2 separate regions of the Mus musculus genome follow, and region 1 is linked to region 2. Evidence: chromatin contacts called from public promoter capture Hi-C data. All regions are on one chromosome and are shown on one strand. Each heading gives the region's core, a stretch centred on a gene start, on an enhancer-like site or on the middle of the called end of the contact. The rest is flanking DNA. Distances are from core to core; before and after follow the strand shown.

What was found. Promoter capture Hi-C pulls out the DNA fragments that hold promoters and counts their contacts.
Region 1: a contact with region 2 is called in a promoter capture Hi-C map of pre-B cells. The contact joins the promoter of Tbl1x here to the promoter of Dkc1 in region 2. A contact is called at or near these places in 1 of 39 promoter capture datasets (pre-B cells) and 1 of 115 datasets of contacts at active chromatin or transcription factors (astrocytes).

The regions. Positions count from the first base shown.
Region 1 is chrX:77,509,811-77,512,510 of GRCm38.p6, reverse strand. Tbl1x (transducin (beta)-like 1 X-linked) reads right to left here and starts at 1,284. Exons shown (of 16, transcript NM_020601.2): 1 at 1,242-1,284.
Region 2 is chrX:75,094,500-75,097,199 of GRCm38.p6, reverse strand. It overlaps Dkc1 (dyskeratosis congenita 1, dyskerin), which reads right to left and starts at 1,346. Exons shown (of 15, transcript NM_001030307.2): 1 at 1,073-1,346; 2 at 299-366. The coding sequence starts at 1,088.

The sequences.
Region 1 (2,700 bases), core at 35-2,534, 2.4 Mb before region 2:
AGACCTATTTGCTACCCTAAACCAAGACTGGGGGGGGGGGGGAGTAGGACAAAGCACTCACTCCTCCTCCTGTATTCTTGTGTCCTCTTTTAAGTTAAACCAGGGACTAGCTCAGAGAAAAACACTAGTCAGGTCAAGGCACACACACCAAAGCAGAACAGAAACAAACACTTGCACTAGCAGTATGGCTTAGGTTTTGGTTAGGGGGAGGGGAGCTGTTTTAGGTTTTGCCCCACAACACTTGGTCAGAAAGAAACAAGCCGACCCTAACTGCGGAATTTACAGTGCGGAGGCCTCTGAGAACGCCAGACGCTGGGGGAAAAAAAAAAAGAAAAAGAAAAAAAGAGAGAGAGAGGGAAAAAAAAAAGCCCCAAGCTCCTGATTGCTCACTGGTCACGCACGTGAAGCCCAGGCCCCATCCAGCACCAGCGGGCCTGTAGTCTCCTCCTAAAGTTGTCACAAAACCCGAAGATCACCGACGTTCAAAGGCGCACCCCTCCTACATAAACTCCTGCTCCCAGCACCCTTCTCTACGTAAGGGAAATTCCTAAGACGAGGATGTGGGTGAGTGCAGATCTGGAGAACCCCTCCCCAGCCCCAAAGCAACAGGTTTACACCCTCCCCAGGCCGTACTGGGCGGTCCCTCTCCCTCACCTAGCCAGAGGAGCCGCCCTCCGTCGTTGTCACCCCCCCACACACACCCTGGTCCCCGAGACCAGGCCTGGGAGTAGGTATGGGGAGGGGGCTCCCGGACTTCCCTGACAGTTTGCGCCTCGGAAACTGATCACAAACGGGCCAGCCACTATCCCCCGCGCGCCGCCGCGCGTCCACCGTGTTCCGGGAGCGCCGGCCCGCGCCTCGAGGATGAATGAGGCTCCCCTCCCCCACAAGGGGATCCCGCGCGGCCCCCAAGTCCCAGGGCGACGCGGGTCAGCCCAGCCAACCCCCTCTGGAGCCTCAGACAAAGAGATGCTGGGACGAACTGCAGAGCGTCCCTAAACTTGCCTTTCCCTCTCCCCAAAACAAAGGCGCACCCAGGCCTTTCCCGCCCCCCGCGCGCGCGGCCACTTCGGGGAGCGGCCGCCCCAGAGGTATTGTTCGGCGTGCAGGGAGCGCGCCCAACCTGGGGTTGGGGGGGCACACGGGAACTTGCCCCTCCTGAAGCTTCAGGGCCCGCGATTGGGGTCACCACCGCGCCCCTCGGCCCGAGAAGTTTGAGCCCCTGCCCGGCGTGTACTCACCTCGCCGCGAGCCGTGCAACTTGTGGCCGCGCACTCAGCGTACTGGCGGGTCCACCGTCACCAACCCCGGGCCGCGCGGAGGCCGACGAGGGCCAAGCGCCCCGGAGCAGCCGCGCGCTACCCCTGGCCCGCCACCTAGTCCACGAGAAGAGCTAGCGCTGGAAAGTTTCGGTGGCGAATGGCGGCCGGAGGGCGCTGCAGCGGCGGCGGGGCGGGGGCGCTGGCGGCTTGTCGCTCCCGAGCGTCGAGACTGGGGGGGGCTGGGCTGGGAGCGGCGGCGGCGGGAGAGGGCGGGACGGCGGGAGGGACCGACACGGCCAGTGACCTCCGCTGGGAGCGGACGCGAGCAAGCCTACCCAGGCTGGGAGACGTGCCAAGAGGGTCGACAGCGCGCCGCCCTCCCCAGACACCTGGAAGAGGCTCTCTACAGCCCTGCCCTCCCCCACCGCGTGCCCGCCGGCCCCTCCCCGAGCTCCTTGGGGGGGCAGCGTCCCCACGCGGCAGCCCCTCCCCCCAGTAAGGGCTAGGACGCCAGGCCCGCCCTTCCCCGGACCAAGTCCAGACCCAGCCCCCCGGGGGCAGGGAAAAGACTTACATCTCGGCACAGTTCTTCACCCTAAAGCCTCCCCACCCCCACCTCTCCCCGCCCCAAGCCCAAGGTGGAGGAGGGAAGCCTGAGCATTGCCCTCTGGGCCCCAACCAGGCCCCTACCAGGCTCAGAGAGGAATGAGGGGGGAACAGGGCCCCTACACGGATACTCAATCCCACACCCCTCACGCCAAGGTGGCTCGGGAGGAGGGGGGATGGGAACAAGGGCCACCCTGAAGATTTAAAGAGGGAATGGTAACCCAAGCCACTGAAAGTGTTACCCTCCCCCACCTCAAAAGATGAAGCCGCCCAGCTAGCCTAGAAGGTTCTCGTGTAACACCATCTCCAAGCGCATCTTCTTCAAAATTAACGACATAAAGCATCCCCCTCCCCAGTTGCCTTTACGCCCACCGCAAAAATTGAGGACTCGGGCGCAGCCATGACCTTTGCAAAACACCTCTCGGCCAATAGTCAGAAATGCATAGGGGAGACGCTTTAACACAAGACTAAGGCACAAATAAGCTGGGACTATGGAGGACTATGTTAGGGTACTGGGGCCCTCAAATCTGTAAATCCCCACCCCCAGGCCTGAAACCGCAGGCGCTGGCAAAGTGTTTTCTGTTGCCAAGGCTGGTAAGGCCCAGCCCTGGCGCTTCCTCTCTTCCACATCGGTGACGATTTCCCCCCATACTCCCGCCTTTAATTCAATTAAATAAATATTCGGCCCTCCTCCTCAGCACCTTTGGTGTCTGCCTTGCTGAGTATTTTTAAAATCAATTTGCCCCTCCCTTAGGCTTCTAATGAGCTCGGTGCTAAGCGCCCAGTAACACTCCGCAATTTAAACCCTAACCTCACTTGCTCCTTCCTTGAA
Region 2 (2,700 bases), core at 97-2,596:
GAAACCCAGGTCACTCAACTTTAGGAAGATCAAGTTGAATCCAAATATTTTAACAAAACCATGGGTCTGCTGATGGAGTAAGGCAGAGAAATTCAGGGTCAATAGCTCACCATTTAGCATGCCATGCATGTTAGAAAATTTCTCTGGGAGTTGTATGATTTCAGGTTTTTGCCCGTTCTACATAATGACCACTAAGTACTAGCATATTGATTGAGAATATTTAAAAGCACTTTCCCCCTTTAATGTGCTGTTTACTAAATTATCTCAATCAGTCGAAGCAAAGTAAATTTCTACTCACGGCAACATCATCTTCTTGTAATGGCTTCCGGTCTTTTTTCTTCTTATGCTTCTTTGGGAATGTAATTACTACAAGAAACAAACTCAATATTTGAAGATTTTGAAAACTAAAACCAAAGTTTAAAATTAACTCTAAAATCGGGACAAAGAAAACATTTTAAAGTCTGACATTACTGGAGAGAACTTACGTTTGTGAGGCCAAACACTAGGATGGCTTGGCTGGTAAATGACTCTAGCACGTGTTGGCTTCCCTTCGGGTTCTCCACGTGGCTGTGGCAAGGCCAAATATTACTTAGGGAAGCACTTGTCCACAGGCTGGAAAGTTTCACAAACGAACACTGCACTGTCCATAGGGGCTTGTGATCTCTTAAAGTTTTTCTTGTAGGTCTGAGTTACACTTGCTTCCAACTCCTCTGTTCCTTTCCTTCCTAACCCTTGCTCTGCACCTTTGCTACCCTCATTTCCATAATGTCCTGCCTAGTGCCAGCAGAAATGCTACCGCGTCTCCTTATCACGACACAGTCGCCTCCACGGCTGATGCCTTTGGGAGGGGACCCTGGTAGAATCTTTTGCACGAAGCCAGGATCTAATGAAGCCTAGTCACTGGTCACGAATGCGTGCATTCACAGGTAGAGCCAGAGCCGAGTGGTGAGACAGCCAAACTGCGAGCGGGAACACGGGGAACCGCGGGTCACGATGCAATCTCACTATAACTAGCTCCGGGTCGTGTAGGAGGCCCCACAGGTCTCATGGCACTGCCACCAGAACCTCTTACCTTCTGCATCCGCCATCTTGAACTGCACCGCGTGCGTCCCGCCCAAGCCGCCACAAACTAAGAACTGTAGACTCCTATGGTGTGAGACCCGTCCGGGCACGTCATTAGGACCCGCCCACCGTTGCACCGCCCCTAGCTTGCTGATATAAAAAAGGGACGTAGAGAAGAGGAGGAGGAGGAGGAGGACAGGACGGGGTACGGGGGCAGGAATCTCTACGAACCCGCGGACTGTCTACTCAATCCCATTGGCTGATTCGGCCACGGAGGTGTGACCGCACATGCGCCTGGAAGCTCCCCCTCACTCCTCCCCACCCCAACCCCACACTGCCAACCCTTGGCAGAGCGCCTTGGAACCTTGGCCAGGCTTCTGCAGTAACAGACTACAGCGGGTGGGCTGTACTGTACCCTCCTCCAGTCTAGCTTCAGCTTCAGCACTTGGACATCCTTCTTAGCGCGCTATAAATAGCTGGTTTTAACTCAAACAGACATTTTTTTGCTTGCTATCATGTCAGTTTCAATTGAAAAAGACATTGAGGTACACAGTGTCAAAGTGAAAGCTGTTTACTCCTTGAAATTCCTATTAAGTTATGGCTGTATTGGCCAATAGGAATTGAGTGCAAGCCTCGTGTAAACTTTTAAATTTTCTAGCAGCTACATCAAACTAAAAAGGTTGAAAGTGATTCTGGTAGTTAATTTTACATAACCCTGCGGATCTGGCATGTTATTTTAATACGGAAGCAATATGCAGCAGTGTGTAATGTTTTGCTTTTTTCTGTATGAAGTTTTTTTCCAGTGTGTTTCACACTTAACCTGTACACTTAAGTTCGAATTCCACAGCCTGGACATCAAGTGCAGAGCTCTAGTGGCTGAGATAATGTAACAGCCAGAAAGTAACAGCTCTAGGATTGAGCCCTGACTTTTGTCGGGTAGAGTCTTCTGGCTGTTAATCCGAGCTACTGCCTTTGAGATAAGATCTCTGGAATATCCTCCTTCACCCTGTTTCCTATTCTACCTCTGTAGATTCTTTTGGCTTTCTGGATTCATAACCCATATCTAGTGAATTTGATAGATCATTAGTTATCTTCATTGTAGATGGAATCATTTGCCAATAGTTTTCCAGTTAGTTGTTGCTGACAAAAAAAAAAAAAATAGTATTCTTTTTCTTCTGATCTACAATGCTAAAATCAGATTTTTTCAGTTTTTTTTTCTGTTTTTTTTTTCTTTTTTACTATGACTTACAATGGGTTTTTATGTCTTTATGGAATTCATTTTGCTAATAGTGGTAATGATCAGAATTGACTATTAACAGATAAGACCCTTAGAATTAAATGTTATTTTATAATGCTCCAGTGATAATTAATAGGGTGAGTAAATCTGAAGTACTCATTTGCCATTTGTCCAGTGCCTTCATCTTTGTCCTGTATCTCTATGCTCAAATCTTTTTGGAGAGATTTTGCTTTCGGAGAGTTCCAGAACCCGTGGATTTTTCTTCACTCTTACTTCTCTAACCATCATTATAATGTCTCTATTTCTCCAGTAGCTTCCTGAAGTCCCAACTTTTTCTACTTTCCCTAGATTGTCTTAATAAGCAGCCTGAAAGTATCATTAAACTTAGGTCCTGTTTATGC